Linked DNA regions of Sus scrofa: all the other regions are linked to region 1. Evidence: chromatin contacts called from public Hi-C, HiChIP or PLAC-seq and promoter capture Hi-C data. All regions are on one chromosome and are shown on one strand. Each heading gives the region's core, a stretch centred on a gene start, on an enhancer-like site or on the middle of the called end of the contact. The rest is flanking DNA. Distances are from core to core; before and after follow the strand shown.

Region 1 (4,550 bases), core at 1,864-4,363:
GCTTAGGGTCGAATCCGAGCTGCAGCTGCCAGCCTACACCACAACCATAGCAACTCAGAATTTAAGCTACAGCTCACCACAAAGCTTGATCCTTAGCACACTGAGCAAAGCCAGGGATCAAACCTACATCCTTATGGATACTAGTCGGGTTTGTTACCACTGAGCCACAACAGGAGCTCCCAGCTAACTATTTTTAAGTGCACAGTTCAGAGACACTAAGTACATCTACATTGCCAAGCAACCATAACCACCATCCATCTCCAAAACTTTTTCACCTTCCCAAACTCAAACTCTGAATCCATTAAACAATAACTCCTCATTTCCATCTTCTAGCAGCCCCTGGTTACCACCATTCTATTTTCTGCCTCTACGAATATGACTATTCTAGGCATCTCATATAAGTGAAATATTACTGTATTTGTCCTTTCGTGACTGGCTTACTTCCCTTGGTGTAATGGCTTTATGGTGCTTCCATGTTGTAGCATGTGTTAGAATTTCCTTCCTTTTTAAGGCCAAATAATGTTGCAATGTATGTATATATACCACATTTTGTTTATCCATTCATCTGTCGATGGACACTTGGGTTGCTTCCACTTCTTGGCTATCGTGAACAATGCAGCTATGAACATGGGTGTACAAATATCTGTTTGCCTTCCCGCTTTCAATTTTTTGTGTTATATGCCTAGAAGTGGAATTGTTGGATAACACGGTAGTTGTATGTTTAATTGTGTGTGTGTGTGTGTGTGTGTCTTTTTAGAACCGCACCCGAAGAATTTCTAAAGGCTAGGGGTGGAATCAAAGCTGCAACTACCAGCCTACACCACAGCTCCCAGCAATGCCAGATCCTTAACCCACTGAGCGAGGAAGAGATCGAACCCACATCTTCATGAATACTAGTCATGTTCATTACTTCTGTGCCACAGTGGGAATTCTGTATGTTTAATTTTTTGACAAGTCACCATATTGTTTTCCATAGCAGCTGCATGATTTTATATTCCCACTATCCTGTGTTTTTTTTAAAAAAAGATTACTTTTAGGATGAATTAAGACTAGACTAATGGAAAGCAAAAGTGGACACAGAGATACGAGTTATCCAAGTGAGAGATGATGATGGCCTGGACCTGCATAGTAACAGTGAAGGTGGTGAGAAACATCTGGAGTCTGTTGTTTGTTTTTTATGTTGTGCCAACTAGATGTGCTGAGGAATTAGCTTTGGAATACGAAAGAAGTAAGGAATTAAAGTCTCGAGGCTTTTTGGTTTGAGCAACTGGAGGGATAAAGTTGCCATTTATAGCTTTGGGGAAGTGTGCAGGAAGTTAAATGGATACAACAGGAGTTTGGGGACATGTTAAGTTTAATAGGTCCATTATACATCCAAAAAGAGATAGTGATCTAGGTTTCAGAGATGTGTGAGTTAGAGAGAAAACTGGAGAGACACCAGTGGCATTTAAAGTCATGAGACTTGATAACATTACCTGAGGAATGACTGCAGACATTGAAAAGGAGAGGGTCAAGGACTGAGCCTTAAGGATATTCTAGCAACAAGAAATGGATGAGAAAATGGAGTTCCGGTAGTGGTGCAGCAGATCCATAGGATGCAGGTTTGCTCCCTGGCCTCACTCAGTGGGTTAAGGATCCAGCATTGCCATGAGCTGTGGTGTAGGTTGCAGAAGTGGCTCAGATCTGGTGTTGCTGTGGCCAGCACTGTAGTTCCAATTCAACCCCTAGCCTGGAAACTTCCATATGCTGTGGGTGTGAGTCTTAAAGAAGGAAAGGAGGAGTTCCCATTGTGGCTCAGTGGTTAACAAATCCAACTAGGAACCGGGAGGTTTCGGGTATGATCCCTGGCCACTCAGTGCGTTAAGGATCTGGCGTTGCCGGTGAGCTGTGGTGGGTCACAGACGCAGCTCGGATCCTGCATTGCTGTGGCTCTGGCGTAGGGCGGTGGCTACAGCTCTGATTCGACTCTAGCCTGGGAACCTCCATATGTCGCGGGTGCAGCCATAGAAAAGGCAAAAAGACCAAAAAAAAAAAAAAAAAAAAAAAAAAAAGGAAAGAAAAGAAAACAGCGAAGAACCTTGAGGAGATGCCTGTGAGGTAGAAGGAAAGTCAGGAGGTCATGATGTCCTGGAAGCCACGTGAAGAAAATGAACATAAAAGGAAAGAGATCAGTTGCATTAAATAAGATACTATAAAGAGCTGAAAATTGGTCATTGCCCTTGGCACCCTAGCAAAAGTGATTTAAAGTACAGTGGAGAGGTAGAAACCTCACTGAAGTGAGCTCAAGAGAGAATGGAGGCGTTCCCACTGTGGCTCAGTGGGTTAAGGTCCTGACGGCAGCAGCTGCGGTGGCTTTGGAGATTCAGGTTCAATGCCGGGTGCACTGGGTTAAGGATCCACACTGCCGCAGCTGTGGCATAGGTCGCAGCAGTGGCTTGGATTTGATCCCTGGCCCAAGAACATCCATATGCGGCAAGTACGAGTGAAAAAAGAAAAAAGAGAGAATGGAGGAGTTTGTTGCAAAGGGGAACAGGGAAATGATGAGGGTCAAGTTTTTGTTTGCTTACGATGGGGATAATAAAAGTATACATGATGACACAAATAATCCGGTAAAGAGGGGAAAGAGAACGCAATGGGGGAAAATAATTACTAAAGCTACGCCTTCAGACAAGAGGTAATGGGATCCAGTACAAAGTATGAGGATGCAGGTGCAGGCAAGCAAATGAGGCAGCATGGGCAGTGGAAGCCTGCTCTGGAAAGTGTCTCCAGCTCACACACACACACACACACACACCCCACTACACACTCAATCCCCTTCCTCCAGACTGTCTCCGGATTTCTCCAGATCCCATCCAGCTCACGCTATTCTGAGTTAAGTCGCCAAGAACTGAGGTAACTAAATGTGTGTCTCCCCAATATCCTGAGACCGTCTCCCGAGGCTGCATCGAAGTCACTTCTGAATTTTCCTCCAAACACCTCCAAGCCCTGGCCCAGAGCTCCGCAAACTGCGGTTGCTGAATTAGCCCAAAGAGCCCCAGGCAGCTGCTACGCTGCTGGTTTCATAAAGGGGGGCGGTCCTAGCCTTGAGCTTAGGGCCTACGGACATTCGAGCAGCGGCCAGGCTCGCTCCCTTTATTCCTCTACTCCCAGCTCTCTAAGCCCACAGCCAGAGGGCTGATCTTGGTCCAAAGCGGCCACCGTATCGCATGTCCGCTGATATCGATAAAGGTTCTAGGTTGGTGGGGTGGGGCTAACAGTGAGGGGGAGGGGCCTGAAGACGAAAATGGGTGAGGATTGGACCGAGCGGAGTTTAAGTCCGAACTCTGGACGGAGACTAGAGGCAGCTTAAAGAGGCGGAGCCTAGTGAAGGAGCGGGGCGGAGATTGGGCTGAGGGCGGTGTCGGCCTGAGGATTGGGCCCCGCTCTCCGGGGCGGTGCTTGAGGGGGCGGTGCCGTGTCGGAAGTCAAAGGTCAGTAAATAGTGATGATGTCATGCGGGCAAGATGGCGGAAGGGTGAGCCCGTCATCTAGTTCTCGGGCGTTGGGCCCTGAATTCTCCCAGGGTTGGGGTGCTGGGCCAGGGTCCCCGCGGGGAGCTGGAGGCCAGCGTGGGCGTGGACGGAGCTGAAAAGGCGGGGAGTCGCAGAGTGAGGGGGTGGGGAAGCGGCTTTCGAAGCCTCGGTCCGCGGGCCACATCTGAGGGGGAAGCTGAGACCCGATTTTTGCGCGGGCGAAAGTCGCACCGCGGGGCCGCCAGATGTGTCTGTCTTCCACAGGGAGGACGTGGGATGGTGGCGGAGCTGGCTGCAGCAGAGCTACCAGGCAGTCAAGGAGAAGGTAAGCCGGGCCAGCGCCCTTTCTAGGGTAGGGCCCCGCGCCGCCTCACTGCAACCTGGTCCGAGCCACCCCGCCTGACCTGTGTGGCCGCCAAGCCTCTGGGATGAAACCGACTGAGGCCCTACTTTTAGCTCCTGTTGGTCTAAGGGAGAACACAGCCCGACTCAGACCAGTGTCTAACTACCGTGAAATAAAGACAGTCTTAGAGGCTGGAGCGACCGTGTCGTGGAAACCCATGGGAAGGAACTATTTATTTTTGCTTGGAAAGTACACAGCTTCGTAGAAGAGAGAACATTTGATCTAGACCTTGAAGAAAAAGGATTCTAGAAATAGAAGCTTACTCTTATATTCATTCAAATATTAAGAGTCTATGCCACAGCCAGCACTCTCTGACAGGTCCTGAGGATACCGATGTTAGCCAAACAGATGCAGTCCTGGGTCTCCCAAAACTCAGTCCAGTGGGGAGACAGCAATCCCTGTGGGATGAGTGAGACTTGGCTTTGCCAGTGGACAGTGCCCTGTGCATTCCTGTTTCATTCCATGCTAGTTTGTCAAAACCAACCCAACTGAATTCTGGAAAAAGTTAATTACTATTTACCTCAAGCAACTGGGGTGAGTCCTGCTTCAAGGCTGACTCCAGGAGGCTTCCCTCCTACAGCCCAGCAAATCTAAGAATGCCTGAGGTGTTTATGTTGTTGATGAAGACTCAGAGA
Region 2 (4,257 bases), core at 171-2,670, 330 kb before region 1:
ACGACCTGAAGGCCTTTAAGATGCAAAGGAATGCCCCTCTAATGGAATTTCAGACAGTGGAGGAGGGGGCTCATTTGGAGAGATGGGCCCCCTGGTCTATGCTTCTCTCCTCAACCTTGTTTCTCTGACTGGGACTTAGGGCGGAGAAGGTCCCTGGGGTGGGGGTCGGGGCTTCCCCAGCCCAGTGCTCCAGAGGGCCTCTTATTAGGGAAAGGGCAGTGGCTGCAGCCTGAGGGCTTTTCTCTGCCACTCCAAGATCAGAAACAGAGTGGCTTAGGCAGGGTGTGTGGGACCGAGGTAGGGACGGTGGTAAGCATATGGATGTCCCCAGGGTAATGAGGGAGGGGTCCCCAAGCCCTTTCTGAACTGTGACTGCTGGCCATGTCGCCAAAGCCCCCTGCACCTTGGAGTCATTAGCTCATTCACTACTCCTAGCCTTCAGCTGCGCCAGAAGGGTGGGGGCAGCGGTATTGGAGCCACTTCTCCCTCACCCAGCTTTTGGGAAGAGACGGTGCCAGAAAGCTCTCTGGCTCCAGAGAAGCTGGCACAGACAAGTTCTAGCATCTCAGGGATCCCTGGGTGGGAGACAGTCCAGTCACGCACACATGGGGAGTCAGCTCAGCCTGTGTTCAAATCCTGGCTCTGCTGTGGGTCCTTGAGCAAGTCAAGCAACCTCTCCAAGCTGCAGTCTCCTATGCAAAAGGCAGACAGCAGAGCGCTCAGTCTTCCAGGGCTGCAGTGAGAGGGGAGGTCATGAATCAAGAACAGCCCCCAGGCACTTAGGAGATGCTGACGCTTACTCCCATTAAGGAGAGAAATGAGGAGCCCAAGAAGGGGAAAGACTGGTCTGGGGTCCCAGAGCTAGGTCCTCCTAGCACCCTCTTCTCGGCCCCATGGTAAACAGCACCTCCTGTCTGCACCCCGGCACCTACTAAGAACTCTGTAGTCACCCCCATCCCTACTAGCATTGCTCCCCTCTGCTCCCTCCTGCCCCAGCCTGCAAGGCCTCGGGACTGGGGCCAAGTGAGGGGTGGGGACCCCCAGCAGAGGGAGGGGAGGTCAGCTTTGGGGTGGGATGCCGTGGGGGCACAGAGGAGCATCTCCGTGCCACTTGCCCTCCCTCTCCCTCCGGAAAGGCCAGAGGTGGGGGCCGGGTCAAGGCTGCGCGGCGGGGAGAGGGACTTGGCACCGGGGAGCGCAGAGAACACCCTCGGGCTCCTGTACCGACGAGATGGCGGGAGGGGGGCCGCGTCGCGGGCTGTCGGGGTTGGGGGGGGCGCGGGGGCGCCCTCCGCCCCTCACCCCGCCCCCGCGCCTCTCCCCGCAGCGGGGGCGCCCCGCCCCCCGGGCGCCCGACGTGGACGCGGCCGCCGCCGCTGCCGCCGCCGCCGCCGCCGCCGCCGCCGCGCGGGAGTCGCTGTCCGCGGAGCCGACATGCCAGCGGCGCGGGGCGGCGCGGGGCGGCCGAGCCGGGCGGGTCGCGGGCCGGAGCGCCAGTGCGAGCGGCCGCCGGGCGCCGGAGCCGCGTCCCCCTGCGCCGCCCCGAGCCGGCTGGCCGGAGCAGCCGCCATGCACCCCGGGCCGCCCCGCGCCGCGCTCCGCCTGTGGCTGGGCTGCGTCTGCCTCGCGCTGGTGCAGGCGGGTAAGGGGGCCCGGGGCGGGGGGCGGGGGGCGCGGGCTGGTATCCTCGGGTCCCTTCCCTGCTCCCTGAGGACCCAGTCTCTGGCCCGCTCACTGCTCCCCTTGCTCCACCCGCAGCCCCTTTCCTGCCTTCTTGACCCCCAGACCTGACCTCCAGCTCTCAAAGCCCTTCCTTTCACCCCTGCCCTGGTCAAGGGTCTTGGGATGCCCCAGTCCCCTCCTCCCATTGCCCTGACCCCAGACCTTTCCCTCAGAAGCCCTAGCTCCTTTCGCTGGCCCAGGGAGCAGCTGAGGACACTGATCTCCCCACCTTGGGCCTCCCTCCCTGTCCCCAAGCCTTGCAGGCCAACTCTGCAGGTCTGAGCGGGATGGGGTTCTGCTGTGTGGGAGGGATGGGACTGGCACCCGAGGGCGCGCTGGGACAGGTGGGGGTGGACCCTGAGCCTGGAGTCTGGCCTGCCCCCGGGGCCTGGCCTCCTCCTCTCCCAGCCTCTCCTGACGCCCTGTCCCTGTCCCTTCTGGCTGCCGCCCGTCTTGCTCATCTCTCCTGCCCGTCTCTCCTTGGCTCAGTGCTCTCTCTGCTTCCGCCCCGCGTCTGTCTCTGATACCCCACTTGTCAGTTCTCTGGTTCTGTGTCTGCTGCCCCTGCATGTGTGTCTCTGTCTCTCTCCGACTCCACCTCTGGCTTTGTCTCCCCAGGCTCTAGGCACAGCCCCTGGGGTCTCAGGTTCACTCGCTTGTGGGGTGAGAGGTGCGGCTTCAGCTTAGGTCTTCCCCTTTTAGAGCCTGTCCTTGGGGCTATAGAAGCTGTGTGAGTCTGCTGCCCCTCTCCTAGAAGGTTCTCCCCTCTCTGACCCCCATCATCCCCATCACTGCCTTCTCATCTGATCTCCTTCGTCCTCTCCCCCATCTAGAAGGCCCTACCCTGTACTCTTGACTCCACCGAGGGGCCCTGCTCCGAGTGAACCCATCCTCCTCTGCCGCCTCCCCACCGGCCTCTCGGGGTGGAGAAGAGGCCCTTCCCCACAATACTGGGGGCTCCTCTTTTGATCCTCACTCCCATCCCAGGGATCCCCCAGCTTGGCTCTTCTCGACCTCTGGGTCGGTCTCCTTCCTTCAAGGTCACTCACTTGACAGTGCATTTCTCTAGAAAGAGTGCTGGACTGGGAGGCCTTCTGCCTGCTCTGCACCAGGCTAACCTTCAGCTCCTGCAACCCTGGCCACCTACATCTCCCCCAGGCCTGTCCCCCCACCTCTCATTGCCCCTCCACCAGACCTGGCCCAGGCTCATCACTTTTAGCTTGAACCCCGGTGGGGCCAGCTGTGGCCAGCAGGGGCTCCCGCCCTGGACACAAGGAGCCTGGGGCCTCTCAGGCCTGGCTCCTCAGCCAGTAAGGAACTGAGACCCAGGTGCCAGGCCCACTGGAGGCCCGGGCTTCTTCCTTCCCACCGCATGGCCATCCCCAGGCTCCCCTTTCACACTTAGGAGACAATGGGCCTGGGCCTCACAGCAGGGGATGCTCAGGCTCAGGTCCCTCCCCACCCCCAGAGAGCCCCTCAGCCCCTGTGAACGTCACTGTCAGGCACCTCAAGGCCAACTCTGCGGTGGTGAGCTGGGACGTCCTGGAGGACGAGGTTGTCATCGGATTTGCCATCTCTCAGCAGGTAACCCCCGAGGGTTCCTGGGAGGGAAGAACACATGAAGATAGAAGTGGAGGATGCAGGAGGAAGAGGGGCAGAAAGACAGGAAGAAGCAACAAGGAGCCAGAGAGCTGATGGGCGGGAAGCTGCACATGTGGCTGGGAAGGGAGGCCCCAGGAGGGACTCCTTTGATTAGAACCTGGCGCTACCAGCATGAGTTTTGGGGTTTTTTGTTTTTTAGTGCTTTTTAGGGCCACATGTGCAACATATGGAAGTTCCTAAACTAGGGGTCAAAACAGAGCTGTAGCTGCCAGCCTACACCACAGCCACAGCAATGAAGGATCCTTAATCCACTGTGCGAGGCCAGGGATCAAACCCGCATCCTCCCTAATACTAGTCAGGTTCATTACTGCTGAGCTACAATGGGAACTCCAGCATGCGTTTAGTCTTTTTTTTTTTTTTTTTTGCTTTTTAGGGCCGCTCCCGCGGCATATGAAAGTTCCCAGGCTAGGGGTTGAATTGGAGCTACAGCTGCTGGCCACAGCCACAGCCACGTGGGATCTGAGCCGCATCTGCCACCTACACCACAGCTCATGGCAACGCTGGATCCTTAACCCACTGAGCGAGTCCAGGGATCGAACCTGCATCCTCATGGATCCCAGCCGGGTTCATTAACTGCTGAGCCACAACGGGAACTCCAGCATGCGTTTGGTCTTATAACAGACCGGAGTGTAGGACCTGGCGCCAGTTCTCACTTGATGGCCTTGGCAACTTCCCTAAACGTTGGCAGCCTGTCTCTTTACCTGTAAAATGGAGATGTTGATACCCACCTGCAGAGGGGACGGGGTGCTTAGGTCAGACTGCAGATGTCGGGGGCTTAGCATGGTCGCCTGGCGAGGCCTCGTCGGCCCTGGAGACGGGGCCGGGTGCTGAAAACTGGGGCCTGGCTTTTGCCTCCCTTGGCAGAAGAAGGAC
Region 3 (4,619 bases), core at 446-2,945, 510 kb before region 1:
CCTGCTTTTTCCCAAACCAATAAGGCAACTCTGCCTTTAATGCTCTCATTGCATTTTGTACATACTTCCAAAGTAACAGAGCTGTGTATACATACATGCCTCCTCCAGAAAAACATTAATTCCTTGAAGACCAAAGCTAGAGCCTACAGTCACTGGCTTTCAATGAAGTCTTGAGGTAGTCCCACTGCCATGGCACCCATGCCCTTGGACAACTGGCTGTGGAGGGCTGAACATGTGTGTGGCCATGGGTGAGACCACATGACTTAACCCTTTCCTGGGATGCAGTTTCCCTTCTATGCAACACTTTTTTTACTGATGCCCACTTGGTGTCTGACTAAGTGTACTTATCAAGTATGCTAAGTAAGGTACAGAAAAGACCAGACAGGGCTCTAGTTCTGAAAGGGCTTCGGTCTGGATGAGAACTAACCCTTTAAGCAATTACAAGCCCATTCAGTAAATACTAAACAGGAGTTTCTACAAAATGCAGTGGGGGCTATGGAGGAGGAAAATACAAAATCTGCCTGGGGTAATCAGGAAAAGGTGACCCAGATGAGTAATAAGCAATGAATGAAAGTAGGTAAGAAAGAGAGGCTGGGAGATGGGTGTTCCAGGGAGAAGCCTGGGCAAAGGAGTGATGGTGGAGCACGTGGAATCACTGGAAAATATGAGTAGACTGGCCCAGCTCTGATGGAAGATAATATATACTGTGGGAAAAGTCAGACATGGGGCTATGAAGGCAGAGGGTTCTGACTTGGATCCTGTCGGCAGAGGGAAACTGCCGAAGAATTCTGATTATTATTATTATTTTTATTTTATTTTTTAAATTTATTTCATTTTATTTTTTTGCCTCTTAGGGCCGAACCTGTGGCATATGGAAGTTCCCAGGCTAGGGGTCAAATCAGAGTTGTAGCTGCTGCCATACGTATGCCACAGCCACAGCAATGCCAGATCCAAGCTGCATCTGCAACCCAGAGCACAGCTCACAGCAACACCGGAACCTTAACCCACTGAGCGAGGCCAGGGATAGAACCGGCGTCCTCATGGATACTAGTTGGGTTCTTAACCCACTAAGCCACAATGGGAACTCCCAAGAATTCTGATTTTGAGCAGAGCTATGATAAAGTTGAAAGGAGTGAAGTGAGGGAAAGAAAAGATTAGGGAGCCTTTAGAGATATGAGGCCTAAACTACCAAGTGAAATTCCAGAAGCGCACATGGCAGGGTAATTTAAGGAGGCCGAATCCACAGAGCTTAGTGGTGCCCAGCTGTGGGAGGGGGATGTAAGGACTCCCAGGTTCCTGACTTAGAGGGCTGGGCAGGTGATGGTGGTGTGTTTATGAAGGCGGGGGACACAGGAGGGGCAGGTTTAGGGGCAAGGACCAGGAATTTGGAGATAAAATGAGCCTCTCGCAAATACCAAGGACTGAATACCAAATAAGTGAAAGAAGATGAGGGCCCTAAGGGGCAGCTGGGCCTGCTGGGGGAACAGAGGGCCCACCCCCCCACTCCCAGACCCTCACCGTGGTGGCCTGTGAGGCCCCCAGAGTGAGCTCCTCCAGCAGGTCTCGGGTGCTGAAGCCCTCCTCCACCATCACAAAGTCCGTTTCACTCAGGTAGCCAGCCATGCCGAGGAGGAGGAGCCGGTGGGCTGGATGGAGCTGCCGATGCCTCCGGCCGCCTTAGAAAGTATGCAACACACTGCGGGGGAGAGTGAGGGGGCCGCTGGGGGCCTGGCCTTGGCTGCGCCCCTCACCTCCCCAGGCCAGGGCGCCTCGTCCTGTCACACCCTGCCCTCAGCACAAGCCTGGGGAGCTTAGGTTAGCTGGGACGAGTAAGAATCCTGGACCGGGACAAGGCATTATCTGTCTAGATGTCATTGCCTCTCTGAGCCTCAGTCCCCCATCTGTAAAATGGACGAATTGTTTTGGTGATCTTTTCCAGTTCTGAAATTCGAGTTTTAGTAAAAGGGAAAGAAAGAGAGAGAAAGGAGCAGGAAAGCCGAGTAGGTAAATTTCCAGGTGCCTCCCGCCATCCTGACCACGCCCACCTGAAGTGGCTGCGCTTGGCCCCACCTAGGAGTCTCCACTCGAGAACTGAGGTTAGGGTCTGCTCTCTTGCCGCGTGACCTTGGGTACGCCTCGTTCCCTCTCGGAGCCTCAGTTTCACCGTTTCGAAATGGGGGTCGGGCTGGTCCTGACATGCTAGTATTCTAAGCGTGCATGGGGGTTCCACCTGGTGGGTGGGGGTCCCGGGCTCCCAGGCAAGAACCCAAGGCTGAAATTCTGCCCAGGTGAGCCTTCCTGAGTGCAGGGCCGAGGTCCCGCCCTCCGAGGTCCGCTTACCAAGCCCCGTCCTCCTTCGCGGGGGCCAGAACCAGGCGCGCTGCTAGGGGGGGTCACCGGTAACCTCGAAACTTGTGCAACACCCCGAGAAGGAGTGGCAGTTGCGGAGCCGAGGCCCCTGCTGAGAGGAGGCAAGAGGGGCCGGGGAGCAGGTCAGCACTGGAGCCGCGAGCGCCCGCTCCCCAGGCTCCCCGAGCCACTCCCCGCACTCGCCTTAAAACGCATTTACACGGCTTCGGCCCATAGGTCTCCCCAGCGAGTGAATCGGATCCTCTGCGCCTCCGCTCGCTCGCTCCCCCAGGCTCGGGCCCCGCGGCCTGCGCCCCGCCCGCCCAGCAGCCACTGACCCCACGCCCCGCCTTCTGCCCGCAGCCCGCTTATATAAGCCCCGCCCAGACCCCGCCCCTGGCATCCAGGCCCCGCCTCTGCTCGGCCACCCTCCGTAGCCTTGGCAACTGGGTGCCGGCATCCCATTGGTCGATTCCGACATAAAGCCTTCAGCTCCGGGGTCCGCTCCGGAAGGCTGATCCTCAATCCTGCCGAGCCCCCTCCACCGCTATCCTACACTGGGAAGTCAGAACTGCAGCGCCGCCAGCTCAGAATCCGACCATCTACACGGTGGGACCCTTAGCTTCTAAATCTTGGATCTTAGAGTAAGGAGGAAGCCAAGGAGGTTTCCTGTTTGCTTCCGCCTTTTCTGGGACTACCTCAGCTTCACGGTGCCTCTCCTCTCTAAACCGGTAAACTGCCCACTCCTCCCTGGAAGCCGAGGTCAAATGATATTTCCTTGTATTACCTTCCTAATAAAATCCTTTTTATTTGACTATTCCAGCATCTTCTTTGATTCCTCCAACTCAAAACCCAGATGAAATGGTCTCAGAATTCCTTCTTGTGACTTTCCCAGCTCGGGGCAACCCCTCCCTCCATCCTACCTTCTGAATCTGGCAAACTCCTACTCCTCAAATAAAATGTGTCTCCTTCTCCGAGAAGCGTTCTCTGACTTCCTTAACTCAAATCATTTCTTATCTTTTACATCTCATGAACTCCTGCTCCTGCACATCCATCAAAGTCCAATATGTCACCTCCTCTGATGAGCCTCCCATGACTTTCCTAGCCTGGAGGAGCGGTGGAACTCTCAACACTTATATTTGTATGGACTCTTCACTCTTCTGGCTTTTGTCACCCATGGTGTGAGATTCCTGTTGTTTTACACTTCTTGTTGGGTTACACTTCCCAGCTAGTCTGTGAGCTTCCAGGGACAGGAACTGAGTGCCTGGCTTCTCAGAGCACCCAGTGCCTGGCGTAAAAAAAAAAGAGTGTTCAGTAAGAGTTACTCTCTGTACTACTCAAAAGCTAATTCAGAAGTTAATCTGAAACAATAATTGTACAAGAACATCCAAGCATTCTTGAAAAAGAAGAAAGAGGACACCCTCTATTTTATACGGTTCTGGTCTTTTAAACAGCATGGTGCTGGCACAGGAAGAGACAGTTGTAGAACAGAATAGAGTCTAGAACATGCATATTGAAAAAGTTTGGTATACGGTGAAGGCAGCATTTCCAATCAGTGAGGCTTCTGGTCTAACATATGTGTTCATATCCCCTGTTGAGCTGTAGGCTTCTTGAAAGCCAGAGGCACTTCTTGTTCTGTGTCTGTATCTCCTTAGGGCACCCCACACAATCTAATCAAAGCATCCTCAGCACACAGATGGTATAGAGCAGTGACCACAGAGTCTAGAAGAGCCATTTTCTGACCGCCACGGCCTGGCCACATAACTGCTGGATGTCCTTGGTTGGACCATCCTACTGACGCCACTTCTACCTGGCTTTATTTCTCCCTGTGGACTGAAACTGTTCGTGCTGAAAGATTTCTCTGGGCCCTTCTGCCTGGAACGTTCTTGCTTCCTATGCACAGGAACAGCACGGGAGGCAGTCACCCTCACAGGAGGGGTCATTTTCAGGCCAAGGCTTCGAGAGATCTGTAGCCATTTGCATCATGGTATTAGTGACTGAAGTTCTCCTAAGAACAAGCATCTGCTGACAGGGAGGGAGTAGACCAGAGTGGCCATGGCAAAAACCTCAAAGAGAGCCCTCAAGAAGAGATAACAGGAGTGCCCGTCATGGCGCAGAGGTTAACGAATCCGAGTAGGAACCATGAGGTTTCGGGTTTGATCCCTGACCTTGCTCAGTGGGTTAAGGATCTGGCATTGCCATGACCTGTCGCAATGCAGACGCGGCTTGGATCTGGCGTTGCTGTGGCTGTGGCATAGGCCCACGGCTAC
Region 4 (4,555 bases), core at 2,027-4,526, 480 kb before region 1:
TCGTTTCTTTCTCACTTCTCCAGTCTGTCCTGCAAGCGGTCTTTATAAAATGAACCTGGTCATGACCATCCTAAGAAACTTCCTGACTCCCCAAAGCCCACTGAAGGAACCCCACAGCACACCCTACTCTCTCCCACTTCTGATGGTTTGCTCCAAATATTTTCTCAGCCTGAAGTGTCCCCCACTCTCAACCAAAGCCAAATCCTCTGTAACCTTCAAGGTCCCTCTCACAGAAATCTCCGTGGTCCCTCTAGCTGGAACCCACCTACACTGAGAGTCCCGCATCTGCAGAAACTCCTTGCTTTGTCACCTGGCAGCGCTGGGTACCATTCAGTCAGACACAAGTAACCTCTCTTTGCCTCAGTTTCCTTTATTAAAAAATGCAGATAAGGAGTTTCTGTCATGACTCAATGGGTTAAGGACCTGACATTGTCTTTGTAAAGATGCAGGTTCAATCCCTGGTATCGTTCATTGGGTTAAGGATCCAGTGTTGCTGTGGCTGTGGTGTAGGCTGCCAGATGCAGCTCCAATTTAACCCCTAAACTGAGGATTTCCATGTGCTGCAGGTACAGCCATTAAAAAAAAAAAACAACCAAAAACAGACCAAAAAAGTTCAGATTAAAAAATGCAGAGAAGTTGCAGTCATGGCTCAGCAGTTAGTGAACACGTGGGTTTGATCCCTGGCCTCGCTCAGTGGGTTAAGGATCCGGTGTTGCCGTGAGGTGTAGTGTAGGTCGCAGATGCCACTTGGATCCCGTGTTGCCGTGGCTGTGGCATAGGCCTGCGGCTACAGCTCTGATTAGACCCCTAACCTGGGAACCTCCATATGTCACGGGTGCGGCCGTAAAAAGACACACACACATACAAAAATGCAGATAATAAAGCAGTTACCTCATATATAGTTTGCTGTGAGAATTACCTGAGGCAATGAATATAAAGTGCTTAGCACAGTGTTGGCATGAAGTACCCCATAAATAGGTAGATGATAGCAGTTATTAATAAATTTAATCATTGAGTAAATAAATGTTAATTTTTCTTTTTCTTTTTTTTTTTTTTGGCCACAGCAACACAGGATCTGAGCCACTTGTGCAACCTACACCACAGCTTGCGGCAATGCTGGATCCCTAACCCACTGAGCAAAGCCAGGGATTGAACCCATAACCTCATGGATACTAGTCAGGATTCTTAACCTGCTGAGCCACAATAGGAACTCCAACTAGAACATTTTAAAAAATGGAATGAATAAATTTGACATTTTATATATTTATGTGTAACCTTAGCTGCATTCTCTGCTGGGAGCTCCATGCCCGGTCAGAATCACTTAGGGACCAATGATAAAAGGGAAAAGTTGCTCTTATCCCCCCTCGCCTGGTGTCCTGAGCATATTAAACCTCAATAAACGCTGGTCTTTTTGAATTGAAGTGAATTTGGGGCACATAGAGGCTTTCACCAGAGAAAACACTCTTACTCCCCACCCTGACCCTCACCCCCGTGAATCCCGTGCTCTCTTGCCACTCCTAATGTTAATTGTGACTCTGCTACCATGTGGCTTTGAGCTGGTCGCTGTATATCTTCCTGGAAAATGGGCATGGCAACACTGCCTCCTTCAAGGTCAGGAACCTTGTGAACGCCTAGTGTAGGGAATGAGGAGGGATGGGAAATGAATGTTAACGTCTTGTTGAAGTAAAACAGAAGAGGCCAAGCTGAAGAGATAGCAAATTCATTTCCAGGATGTAGAAAATGAGTTGCAGTAAGCCTGTGGGGAAACATAATTATTTCATAATCACTCTCAACTAAAGGTCCAAAGGGCCCTTGGGGCTGGTGGTACCAGGCAGGACCTCAGAAGTTGCTTCATAGGGGGTGTGGATGTAACTTTCATACACTAAAACGTTGTCCAAGAGTTTCTCTCTTTTGGAAGAAATTACCATTTCCCGACTTTAAAAGCTTGATCTGTTTATTATAGAATTCATCACAGAACTTTTTGAAAATATAAAAATGCACAAAGAAGGGGAGGTGCTCTTGTAATCACACTACACAGAGATCATCACTTGTAACTGTCAAAAGTGGGATTTTGTGGGAGTTCTCCTCGTGGTCCAGCAGAAACAAATCCGACTATGAACCATGAGGTTGTGGGTTCGATCCCTGGTCTCTCTCAGTGGGTTGAGGATCCGGTTTTGCTGTGAGCTGTGGTGTAGTCTGCAGACGGGGCTCCGATCCCGCGTTCCTGTGGCTGTGGTGTAGGCCAGTGGGTACAGCTCTGATTAGACCCCTAGCCTGGGAACCTCCATATGCCGTGGGTGCAGTGCTGAAAAGCCAAAAAAAAAAAAAAAAAGTAGGATTTTATTGTAACTGCAATTTTGTCTTTTTTTTTTTTTTTTTTTTTTTTTTTTTTTTTTTTTTGAAATGTCTTGGGCCGCTCCCGCGGCACACGGAGGTTCCCAGGCTAGGGGTCCAATCAGAGCTGTAGCTGCCAGCCTATGCCAGAGCCACAGCAACGCGGGATCCGAGCCGCGTCTGCAACCTACACCACAGCTCACGGCAACGCCGGATCGTTAACCCACTGAGCAAGGGCAGGGATCGAACCCTCAACCTCATGGTTCCTAGTCGGATTCGTTAACCACTGCGCCACGACGGGAACTCCATAACTGCAATTTTGTATCCCAATGTTTGGTGAACGTTTTCCCAGGTGATTAAATATCTTATACAAGGGGGGGATTCCAGTATACAAATTTGTTGCAATTTATTTAACCAAGCTCTTATTGTTGAACGTTTGGGATAGTGCCTTTTGTTTTTGTTTTGTTTTGGGCTTTGGGGATGTTATAAGTGCTACAATTAATATCCTTGTTACACAAATCTTTGCATATATCCTAGATTATGTCCTTTAAATTCCCGAAAGTGGAACTGCTAGGCCAAAGGGTATTTGATACATATTTGCCAATTTGTTTCCTAGGACTGATTCCACCCATTTATAATCCCGCGGGCAATTTTAAAGGACTCCTGGAGTTGCCGGTATCACTAACTGTCAAAAGCCCGCCTAGAACTCCCAACTGGACCTCTAGCCTAGCTTCACGTTTTCCCGCCCACTCCGCACACCCGCCGCGAGCCCCACCCCCGTCCATGATGGCCCGCCCCTTCCTTACTCCCTCACGGATTCTGTCCAATCAAAAGCAGCCTTCCCCGGTATCGTTGCTTGGCCGGTAAACTGAAGTGTCTGTCGCGCTCAGGGGTGGGCGGAGCAGAGTGACAGACGTGGCTACGGACCAGTGTAAGGGGCGAAAGGGGCATGCGTGGCGTGCGTGGCGCGCTGGCCTGGAAACCGTGGAGCTGAGAGGTGTGCTGGAGGGTTAAGCAGTGAGAGACTTCGGCGGCCATGGCTCCCAACGTGACCGCCTCCGAACCGGCCCAAGAGGGTCCTAAAGGCATCCGGGCCGTGCTGCTGGGGCCGCCCGGGGCCGGCAAAGGTACTCAGGTGAGCTGCAGGGCTGGACTTGTCGGCGGATCCCGTGGAACTCCAAGGTCAGGGCGGCCGGAGGTCCTGGTCGCCCCAGAGCCGAGCCGCGCGCAGGCTGAGGCCTGGGGTGCCTGGGGTGGGGATGAGGGAGCCGTGACTGGCGTCTGGGGTTTCGGTAGGTGTTTGGGGGAAGGTCCAAAGTGGAGGTTGGAGAAGTTTGAGTTAAAGTTCTTGAAGGATCCAGGCTTAAGATGTCGTGTTAGGAGCTTTAAAGACTGATCAGAGTCCTGAAGGGATTAGAAGCTGAGATTTGAAGGGTAGGGTGAACCACCTGGGCTGAGGCATGTCGATTACAACCCGAGAGGAGGCTGAGACCCCAGACTCCATGAGAATTGGGAGTGAATTGTCCAGGGTTACGTTCCAGGCATCCGTGTAGGGGTCCGTTTCTGTAATGATTAATGCCTGAAGGTGGAAGAACATCTCCTGCAGGTGGGGAAAAGCGGGAGCTGGCCTGATTAGGAGTATTGCTAAAAGACGTGAGGTATGTCCTGCCTAGCCAGTCAAGTGGGGGAATCTTAATATACAGATAAGAAAACAGGCCGGAAGGGGTCAGGTGGTTTTCCCAGGTTAGCAAAATTGATTTCATGGAGCCTGGAACCTCAGGGCTCTGGGCGATTACGGAGTCTGAAGTTACCTTCTGCTGACTGTGGGGCCTCACTTGGCATCTGGGACCTAGTGGGCGCGTGGATCAAGGTTGGGATTTATGATCTTGTGTAGGATTTGAAAGCCCATAGGTTGAATTATCATCAGTATCCTCTTCCTGCCTGGGGTCTGGCGTTGCCCCTGAGGCCTCAGGTTTTTGCTTGCCCTTCTGAAGAACAGGTTCTTCTTTTGCTTAGGTTCTAAAGAAGGAATCCTGGAAGTCTGAGTTCCTAAGGGAATGGGGTTCTGGGCTCTGCTCTGTGCCCCATCTTCGCTTCCTAGCACTTGCAAAAATGGTAGAATCTTGGCATGTGTCTTACTCTTGGGACTCTTGTGACACCCAGCATATTACTTGGTACATGATGAGGTTATGAGAAATGGATGAAGACAGATTCATGTGGG
Region 5 (4,881 bases), core at 447-2,946, 410 kb before region 1:
ACAGCCCCCAGCTTCGCGGTTTCTTTTGCTGGCTCCTCTTTCACGTTTTACCTCAAAAGTTTGGAGTTTCTCTGGGTTTATTCCTGGGGACTTTTCTCATGGTTTTAAATGTAAATACCACATATGAAAAAAACAGCTGGTTACCTTCCAGTACTCATTCTACCGTTCTTTATTAATAACAGAGCACCTATTTTTAGAGGGTACATTGTGTCCAGTTAAAAAACTGCATGATCCAGGAGTTCCTGTCATGGCTCAGCGGAAATAAATCTGACTAGGATCCATGAGGACATGGGTTCAATCCCTGGCCTCACTCAATGGGTTAAGGGTCTGGTGTTGCTATGAGCTGTGGTATAGATGGCAGATGTGGCTCGGATCTGGTGTTGCTGCTAAAAAGACAAAAAACAAAAACAAAAACACATGTTCCAGTATGCCCATGTGACTATGTTTTGGCTATTGACACATAAGCAGAAATGTGTGGGACTTTCAAGGCAGTCTTCTTAAAAGGAAAAGTGTATCTTTCTTCCCCTTTTCCTCCCAACTGTCCGGAATGTGGACCATAATAATATGACCTTAAGATTAGAAACCAAGTGTTGAGGATGGTGGAGCAGCCTTGGACTGTCTATTTTTCGACTTACTTTTCATGAAGAGAAAAATAAATTTCTATCCTAAGCCCTTTTTTTTTTCTTTTGTTACTTGCAACTGAATATAATCCTGATACTTTCTTACTGCTATTAAAGCAGCTTGGGGCCTCTATTTGGAAGCCTGAGTCAAGCTCTTCCCCCAGTCAGAGCAGTGGGGAACCAGCAGAGAAAAGGCACTTCCAGACAAAAAATATGCTGGGATTCTGTCCACAAACTGTAAGTAACCAAGCTACCAAGAGAATAGAATGGGAGGTGAGCCTTGGAATAGTTTACTAGCGCAGAGAGCACTGAATTTTAGATTAAGGCATCTGAATTTTATTCTGTAAGTTTCTTGCAGATAGGGGGACTCTGTCTTATAGAATAATACCTCCTCTTAATAAATGCTCAAGGAATGACTAAATTTTTTTTTTCTTTTGACGGCTGCACCCATGGCATATGGCAGTTCCCAGGCGAATCCCAGGCGAGGGGTCCAACACGAGCTACAGCTGCCAGCCTACACCACAGCCACAGCAACATCAGATCCGAGCTGTGTCTGTGACCTACACCACAGCTCACAGCAACACTGGATCCTCAACCCACTGAGCGAGGCCAGGGATTGAACCTGCAACCTCATGGTTCCTAGTGGGATTCATTTCCACTGTGCCACTATGGGAACTCCTAAATTTTTTTTTAATGCTATTCGCTTAATGAACAACAACAAAAGAAGTGTTGGAAGGTGGACCACTTGGGAGTCACCATCTGATTTACCCATACCTGCTTTTACAGAAAGTAACTTAAGTATTCTTGCAGGAAGTGATACTTGAGTAAAGGTAAACCGACAACTCCACTGTGGGGATGATGGGGTAGTGGTAATGGACTGGTGGGAGGAGGCCAAGAAAAGCAGTTGGGCAAACGTCTGCTTAAGATGGCTGCCCTGGAATCACCTGACGGCGAGGAGGCGGAGCTCCGCTCCAGCACGCCGGCCCCACCCACTCGGCCCCGCCCAGCGCCCCCCCGCGGCCGGGGCGGTGCTGGTTGTGAGGTGTTTCCGCGAGGCGCCTGCGCAGTGGGCAACGGCTACGGGGCGGAGGCTTTATAACCACTTCGTCGTAACCGCTTGGCTTCTGTCTCGGGGAGGGCAGCTGAGGCGGCGGCGGCGGCCTGGGCGCCGGCTGAGGGGGCGCTGAGGCGGGAGCTGTGTGCGGCGCTGGGCGCCCCTCGCCCCTCGGCCTCTGGGGACCATGGGCTCCGAGAAAGACTCCGAGTCGCCGCGCTCTACATCCCTACACGCGGCTGCGCCCGACCCCAAGTGCCGCAGCGGCGGCCGGCGCCGGCGCCTCACCTTCCACAGCGTCTTCTCCGCCTCGGCCCGCGGCCGCCGCGCCCGGGCGAAGCCGCAGGCCGAGCCGCCGCCCCCGGCCGCGCCGCCGCCGCCCGTCCCGGTCCCGGCCGCGGCCCAGGCCCCGCCACCCGAGGCGCTGCCCGCCGAGCCCGCCGCCGAAGCAGAGGCAGAGGCCGCGGTGGCGGCGGGGCCCGGGCTGGACGATGAGGAGGCAGCGGAGGGCGGCGGCTCGGGCCCGGAGGAGGTGGAGTGCCCGCTGTGCCTGGTGCGGCTGCCGCCGGAGCGGGCCCCGCGCCTCCTCAGCTGTCCGCACCGCTCGTGCCGGGACTGCCTCCGCCACTACCTGCGCCTGGAGATCAGCGAGAGCCGGGTGCCCATCAGCTGCCCCGAATGCAGCGAGCGACTCAACCCGCACGACATCCGCCTGCTGCTCGCCGACCCGCCGCTCATGCACAAGTACGAAGAGTTCATGCTGCGCCGCTACCTGGCCTCGGACCCTGACTGTCGCTGGTGCCCGGCCCCGGACTGCGGGTGAGCGCGGGGGCGTGGCCCGGGGGCGGTGGCCGCCCGGGAGAGGACTCGGGGCCTGGGGCTGGACCCTGCCTGTGGCCGGCCCCGAGGGGCGGTCCTCTGCGCAGCGGGTGTGTGTGTGTATGCGCGCGTGTGTCCCAGCCTGGAGGGAGAGGTGAGGGATGACCAGTTGGAGGGAGGGTGAGGTGGCCACTGCGGCGGGCTGGTGACCGGTAACCACCCGCAAGCCAGGACAAGTGGGATGGACGCACCCAATTAATACCCCACCCCTGCCCGAAGGCTTGAGATGGGCGCTGAGCAGTCCGCGAGGGGAAGGGAGCAGTCCATCAAGTCAGGAGGCAGGGAGAGGCAGTTTTTGGTCGGGCGAGTGCCTCTCTGTCCAGAAGTAGGAGATGTCTTTTAATGAGGGTGGGGAGGGGGTGTCTTTCAAAGGACAGAATGAGAATATCTTTCTGAGGGGCAGCGCTCTGGAGGGGTGTGTCTATTTGGCCAGGGGCAGACTTAGCAGCGTTGCGGAAGAGGTGTGTTCTTCCTGACCCCCACTGCTGAAAGTTGGAATACACGTGACTGAAATGGCACTGGGGGAAAGGATAGCTCACTGACAGAGCTCTGGGGCACCCCGGGCTTTGTGTGTTTTCTGTGCCAAGCTAGTGGGAGTCCCCTAGGATTCTTAGACTGCTGTCTTGGTCAGGGTGAGGAGTGGACAGACCCTTGCTTTGTCCAGAGAAGCAGTGGGGCACTGAGAAGGATGATATGGTAGGAGAAAATGTGTTTGTTTCCCAGCCCCTCTGATCTTGAATTCTCGATGATGCACCATGGCAAGCTGAATTTTTAAGGTCCGTGAGAAAATATGTAGTAGATGCAGAGAGATAGTATAACCAGATTTTGCTATATGAAGCATTCAGTAGAGACCCCCATTTAAAAAAAGTCTGATTGTGTACTGTCAGTACATCCTGTGTACGGTTGGGTGCAGCAAAGAGGGGCATCCGACTGTGCCATTACCTGCTCCTTGACCTTGTACAGATCATTTTATTCTTGTGTGCTCTATGTTGAGGATAAAAAGATGCTAGGGACTCCTAGTAAAAAGCTCTGTGTTCCTTTCTTTTACATGGGTTAAAAAGGGCTTTTAATTGTAGCCTACATATAAAGACTAAGATTTCCATGATGCTGCCTGCTATTTGTCTCCTTCAAAAGAAGCCATCCGAGAGTGTATGGGAGTGTAAGATGAGTTAATTTCTTCTGTTTTTCTATTCTGCCAAACTTGTTTAGAGATGGGTGTGTTATTTAAGCTCCCTGAGTTGGTGTTTCTAAATTACTTTGAAGTGTTGTGGTCAAAGGTTGAGGTGTTTGTCTATGGTAGGTCACTTTCACTTTCAGTTAATAAGAATGAGAAAGAACCTTGTAGGCTCTTTGAAAAGTTTGCTTGTACCTAATGATCTGGTGATCTTCCTAGACCTAAGAGATTAATTTATAGGGTATTGAAGTTTTACAGACGCTATTGATAGATTTTCTGAACCAAAGGAATATTTGCTTAAGAGAACACTGCTTGATTAACTTTGGAATAGTATATAAACTCCTTTTTAAAATTCAAGTGAATTTCCTTGAATTTTAACTGAGAGATGTGACATCACTGATTATCTTTCTGGACAAGTTCCCTTTTTGTTTTTTATTTCCCTGAAGTTGGTCTCTGTCTTTGTTCACATCAATAAAAATGGATAGGAATCAATTTACACTCTTGATGATGACAACTCTAAACCATTACTGATTTGGAAGTTAGTAAAGAATTAGGCCATTTCTTATTTTAGCCAATTACCAGATTACATTATCATTAGTTTTTAATTAGTTAAAAATTAGAAGCTTAATACAATTTTCAAATGTATTATCTGAAGATTTAAAGAAGGTCAAGTCTGGGAAAAACAAGCAAACTAACATCTGAGTGTTTATGTGTCATGCACACGTAATTTAAGTTGATCCTTACAGCATTGTAAAATAGATTTGATCTAGTTTTACATTTGAGGAAGCTGAAGTTTAAGTAAATTGAGTGACTTGTTTAGGGTCACATAACTAGTATGTGGTGGAGCCAGATGTGGAACACTGGTCTTAACTCTAACCAAGAGTAGTATTCTTTTCTCTCAAAGCTTTAGAAAATTTAGGCTTATCAGCATTATTGGGGATGCTACTCTTTGGGTCATTTCATCAAGTGTGGCCTAAGGACAACATGAAGGGCAAGGATGCTGGAATCTGTAGTTTCTTTTCTGATTCTTATTGTTAACAGTCTCTTAACTTACTTCATTTTTCTTATCTGAAATAGGCCTAGTCCTTCCTGACTTGAGAGGCTTAATTGATATTTTCACAGTGTTTTGGGAGTTCAGTTGAAGGTGTTAGATA
Region 6 (4,389 bases), core at 953-3,452, 280 kb before region 1:
GAGGTCTCTGAACTTCAATATGGATGAGAATACCCATCTGTGAAATAGGGGCTGTTAACATCAAACACAGATTATCTATCACGAGGATCAAATGAGGGGATGTTTATGAAAGCTGAATTTAGTAAATTTGAAGGGAGGAAAATAAAATCTCAGATAAAACTGAAGTTCCAAAGTGAAGTTCCACAAGACAACATGAGCACTTCTCTATCTGCCATTCTACCATCATCTGACTTCCTTGGCATTTGCTTTGCAGTGATCTAAAATATGAGATCTCCTGATTTTTAAGGGAAAAATATTTTTCCCATCTCTCAAGTCTCTTAATTCCTCTGCTCCCCATCCTCCTTTGACCCTATTCTGTCCTTCCAAGTCTCTCTCACCTGTCCACCCACTTCTTCACTTCAGTTTACCACCCCCTCGCTCTGTTCTCTAACCTCCTGGTTGCAACCTCAGAAACTGGTTCCCTTTCTATTTTTATTGTACCCAAGAAAACTTACTGCCTGAAAGCACAAAGCCTCATTTTACTCAGGTCACTGAAACTGCAACAACAGATGCAACCCCATACCCTCTTTCAAGGCTCTAAAACCAAGACCATTACCAACTTGTATCTGACAGGTATGGCCAAGGGCAAGGACTGTTTCCAAGAGACCAAACTTCCTCAATCAAAGGCTGGACCTATGATTTCCAACTTTTCCTAAATGCAATACATGTGAGACAGACAGCACTAATGGCACTCACTAGGCTTATCACTATATAAAACGGGCATTAACATTTAAACTGAATCAAAGTAAACTGAAATTATCTGTCAGAATTTTGCAACTACCTTTGAGATAACTGTAAACAATGCAGGACAGAAAAGCAACCCAGGGCTGGAAATCTGTTTTAGGTAAGGCTTCACTTAGATAAAGATGCCAGAACTTTCCTCCCACGTGGGCTTAGAGACCAAATACCACTCAGCTGCAGCAACAGGTTTCTTTTTAACAAGAAAATGTTTTTGAAATGATTTAAGACAGGTTTGTTAAAGCTTGAAGCCTCTAACAAATCCACAGGAAACTGGAGATCAGGTTGGGGTAGCAGGTGGGCAATTGAATCACTTCCTCTCCAGGGCCCACCCTGAGGTGCCAAATGCCTGCCATCCCGCCCAGGAAGGAACTGGTGGCGCCTCCAGTGCTCGAGAGCTTGGAGGAAGGGGGCCGCAGTCCACCCTTCGTAGGATGCGGTTCTACCTCCCCCAGCTCTCCCTTGTAAGTGCTATAGGCATCGCCCTCGGGGCAGGGCCTTCGCACTTCCCTCCTCCCTAAAGACCAAGAATTCCCGCCTCCCCGCGGAAGGCGGGAGAAGCGCTGGGCTGGCACCCCACCCCTCCCCCAGCAGGGGCAAAAGCGGCCCCCCCAGCTGGTAACGATGCACCCTCACCCTGCAGACGGCTGCCCACCCTGACGTCCGCTGGACCCGGGGCTGGCTCTCCCCTGGGGCGGGTCTGCCTTCCCCTCCCCAGCCCGCAAGGCGCGGCCGGAAAAATAGTCACCCCCCCCCAACCCGCGCCGCAGTGTAGGGGGCAGAGGCAACCCTCCCCCCTCACCTCCACCACCCCACCCCCACTGGGTAGAGAGAACGGACCTCGCTCCGCGCTCTCGGGTAACCAGACAGCCTCCCTTTGCCTCGGCAGAGTGAGGGGCATCTATCGCCCACCGACAAGGAGGTGGGGAGGCAGAGACACTATCCCCCTCCCGCCGCCATCACCTCAGAAATGATAATAAGCCCTTTCCCAGCTGGGCAAGGGCCTCTCAACCCCTCAGAGGGGCGGACGGTGTGCGCGGCCCTCTGGAGAAGCAACAGGCGCCCCCATCCCCCGCCCAGCCAAGGAACGCCGACCCCCTCCTCCCTCCGGCTGTTCACCTCCGGAAGCCGGGCCGAAACCTAGACGAACGACTGCGCCTCACTCCGCCCCCTGCGCCATTTTATCGCCCCCTCCCCGACCTCCCCCACCCCGAGGCAGCCGGTCCAACGCCAGGGGGAGGGCAAACGGTTAGTGATTGGCAGGAAACCGCCCCGCCTACCAGAGGGTTGGGCCCGGCGCAGGCGTCGCAACCCCGCCCCTGCACTGCCTACCCCGCCTATTTGCTCCACCCCTTTTCGTCTCATCGACTCGTTCGACTTTCCACTGCTCCTGACTCTCTCCTGGCCACTAGCAGGAGAAGGGTCCAGACCGAGCAAGCCGAGCGACGAGCTCAGCTGATGCAACCTAACTGGACCCGCGTGACAGTTCCCTGCACGCGGTGGCGGTAGCCACCGAAGGCGCACGGGTGTCGGGCGGAACGCCGGAGACGGGATCGACAAAACCATGGGAGACGCTCTGAGCCCTGAAGAGAAGCTGCACCTTATCACCCGGAACCTACAGGTCGAGCCTCGGGGTTGGAAGTGCGCGGATGCGGACAGGGGGCCGGAAGTCCTGTGATCTTGAGCAGGGCTTCAGGGTTCTAAGGCTGTGGGGCCGAGCACTCCGCAGCCTTGAGAGAAGCTGCAGTCTTCACTGCCCTTCCGTCAGTCAGTCAGTCTAGCAGCCGTTACGTAGGTACCACAGAAATCACGGTTGAGCTCACCTCATGCGTGCAGTTACTTGTGTTGAGCCAGGCTTTGAATCCAGGGCTCCCACCCAACCCACTTTATTATGTGCCAGGCGCGGTGCTAGGAGCTGTGGATACATCAGGGCCCTGCCCTCCCAGAGCATATCCGGAGGAAACCAGATGTTGAAAATGACCCATAATCCAGACATTTAATTGCGGTTGAAACAAGCAGTGGAAGGTACTTTATGCAGAGATCTTTCTTGAAAAGAAATTATGAGGGAGGGCTGGGGAGTGTCAGGGAAGGCTGAGGAAGTGATCTCTAAACTGCGCTCTAAACGATGCAGATCACCTCTTCACTCCACATTTGTTCCGGCTGTTTCCTTCAGGAGTAGATGTTAACCAGAATAATGAGGGGAAGAACTTGTCAGGTGGAAGGAACCCAGGTCGGGAAGCAGAGGGGAGAGAGAACACTGGTTCAGAAAGAAGGCTAACTTGGCTGGAGTAAAGGGAGCAAAATGCGGATCAAGCACTTAGTAAATATTTACATTGCTCATTCCCTTGACTTTTTCAGGCTTCTATTGTCACATTGTCCAGAAGGCCTTTCCAGACTGCTTTATGTAAATAACAACCCCCCTGCCACCAGAACTGCTTCATCTCTTGCTCTACCTTTTTCTGTTGTTATTTCCCCTTTAGAATTTATCACCGCCTGACATAACTATATATTTTACTTGTTTGTTTAGACTTGTTTGTTTAGGAGGAGTAGGCAGGGACCAGGTTATGAGGGCTTTGAAGGCTGTGTTTAAAATTGAGGTATTGAGAGTTCTCATGGTGGCTCAGTGGTTAACGAACCCGACTATCAGCCATGAGGACGCAGGTTCGATCCCTGGCCTAGCTCAGTGGGTTAAGGATCTGGCATTGCCATGAGCTGTGGCGTAGGCCGGCAGGTACAGCTCCGATTGGACCTCTAACCTGGGAACCTCCATATGCCGTGGCTGCAGCCCTAAAAAGACATAAAATAAAATTGGGGCATTGGAGTTCCCTTGTGGCACAGTGGTTTAAGGATCTGCTTTGTCACTGCAGCTTCTCAGGCTGCTGCTGTTGTGCAGGTTCGATCCCTGGCATGGGAACTTCCACATGCCTCAGGTGCAGCAAAAGAAAAAAATAAAATAAAATCGGGGTGTATTCTAAGAGCAGTGATACATTGGTTGGCCACAGCTTGTTTTTCTTTCTTTTTAATAGATGGAATTCACATGCCATAAAATCCACCCCTTTTTACAGTGTGCAGCTCTGTGAAATTTGATGTCACAGGGTTGTGCAATTATCACCATTATTTCATTCCAGAACATTTTCATCATCAAAAGTAACCTGTACCCATTAGCAATCACTGCTCATTCCTCCCCTGCCCCAACCCTAGGGAAACACTAATCTTTCTGTCTCTAATTTGCCTATTCTGGACCTTTCATAGAAATGGAATCATAGTATATGGGCTTTTGCATCTGGTTTTTTGCGTTAGAATAATGTTTTCAAGTTTGATCCATGTTTTCGCATTTATCAGAACTCTATTCCTTTTATGGCTGAATAATATTCCATTGTATGGATATACCACATTTTGTTTCTTCATTTGTCCATTGATAGACATTTGGGTTCTTTTCACTCATAACTTGATCTTAACCAGAGGGATGTTTTGCATGTTTCCCCTTAGCCATATCCTTTCTTAGCCTCTCTCCATAAAATAGAGGTTGGGGACAAATGACACACAAAGCTAATGGTGATGACTTAGGTTTTAAAGGGTAAGTGATAACAACCTTTCCTTGAGTAGTGAAAA

Evidence for each region. Promoter capture Hi-C pulls out the DNA fragments that hold promoters and counts their contacts. Hi-C and Micro-C count contacts between places; a contact is called where the count stands out from the background. HiChIP or PLAC-seq counts read pairs in DNA pulled down with a chosen protein or histone mark.
Region 2: a Hi-C map of embryonic fibroblasts shows a contact between it and region 1, with 8 times the contacts expected there. The contact joins the promoter of FNDC5 here to the promoter of BSDC1 in region 1. A contact is called at or near these places in 3 of 5 promoter capture datasets (fetal liver, fetal skeletal muscle and liver), 17 of 47 Hi-C or Micro-C datasets (alveolar macrophages, embryonic fibroblasts, fetal heart ventricle and 11 more) and 2 of 2 datasets of contacts at active chromatin or transcription factors (alveolar macrophages and skeletal muscle).
Region 3: a contact with region 1 is called in an H3K27ac HiChIP or PLAC-seq map of alveolar macrophages. The contact joins the promoter of AZIN2 here to the promoter of BSDC1 in region 1. A contact is called at or near these places in 7 of 47 Hi-C or Micro-C datasets (alveolar macrophages, embryonic fibroblasts, heart right ventricle and 4 more) and 1 of 2 datasets of contacts at active chromatin or transcription factors (alveolar macrophages).
Region 4: a Hi-C map of embryonic fibroblasts shows a contact between it and region 1, with 4 times the contacts expected there. The contact joins the promoter of AK2 here to the promoter of BSDC1 in region 1. A contact is called at or near these places in 1 of 5 promoter capture datasets (fetal liver), 1 of 47 Hi-C or Micro-C datasets (embryonic fibroblasts) and 1 of 2 datasets of contacts at active chromatin or transcription factors (alveolar macrophages).
Region 5: an H3K27ac HiChIP or PLAC-seq map of alveolar macrophages shows a contact between it and region 1. The contact joins the promoter of RNF19B here to the promoter of BSDC1 in region 1. A contact is called at or near these places in 1 of 5 promoter capture datasets (liver) and 1 of 2 datasets of contacts at active chromatin or transcription factors (alveolar macrophages).
Region 6: a promoter capture Hi-C map of liver shows a contact between it and region 1, with 5 times the contacts expected there. The contact joins the promoter of YARS here to the promoter of BSDC1 in region 1. A contact is called at or near these places in 1 of 5 promoter capture datasets (liver), 2 of 47 Hi-C or Micro-C datasets (liver and mesenteric adipose tissue) and 2 of 2 datasets of contacts at active chromatin or transcription factors (alveolar macrophages and skeletal muscle).

What each region holds. Positions count from the first base shown.
Region 1 is chr6:88,837,771-88,842,320 of Sscrofa11.1, reverse strand. It overlaps BSDC1 (BSD domain-containing protein 1), which reads left to right and starts at 3,113. Exons shown (of 12, transcript XM_005665183.3): 1 at 3,113-3,470; 2 at 3,777-3,837.
Region 2 is chr6:89,169,034-89,173,290 of Sscrofa11.1, reverse strand. FNDC5 (fibronectin type III domain-containing protein 5) reads left to right here and starts at 1,420. Exons shown (of 6, transcript XM_021095834.1): 1 at 1,420-1,642; 2 at 3,191-3,306; 3 at 4,249-4,257. The coding sequence starts at 1,435.
Region 3 is chr6:89,343,936-89,348,554 of Sscrofa11.1, reverse strand. It overlaps AZIN2 (antizyme inhibitor 2), which reads right to left and starts at 1,695. Exons shown (of 11, transcript NM_001123193.2): 1 at 1,519-1,695. The coding sequence starts at 1,623.
Region 4 is chr6:89,316,787-89,321,341 of Sscrofa11.1, reverse strand. It overlaps AK2 (adenylate kinase 2, mitochondrial), which reads left to right and starts at 3,276. Exons shown (of 7, transcript XM_021095843.1): 1 at 3,276-3,469. The coding sequence starts at 3,371. LOC110261133 (a long non-coding RNA gene) reads left to right here. Exons shown (of 3, transcript XR_002344966.1): 3 at 1,065-1,104.
Region 5 is chr6:89,247,170-89,252,050 of Sscrofa11.1, reverse strand. It overlaps RNF19B (E3 ubiquitin-protein ligase RNF19B), which reads left to right and starts at 1,696. Exons shown (of 10, transcript XM_005665197.3): 1 at 1,696-2,493. The coding sequence starts at 1,862.
Region 6 is chr6:89,116,650-89,121,038 of Sscrofa11.1, reverse strand. YARS (tyrosine--tRNA ligase, cytoplasmic) reads left to right here and starts at 2,202. Exons shown (of 14, transcript XM_013999119.2): 1 at 2,202-2,568; 2 at 2,678-2,802. S100PBP (S100P-binding protein) reads right to left here and starts at 2,036. Exons shown (of 8, transcript XM_021095828.1): 1 at 1,897-2,036.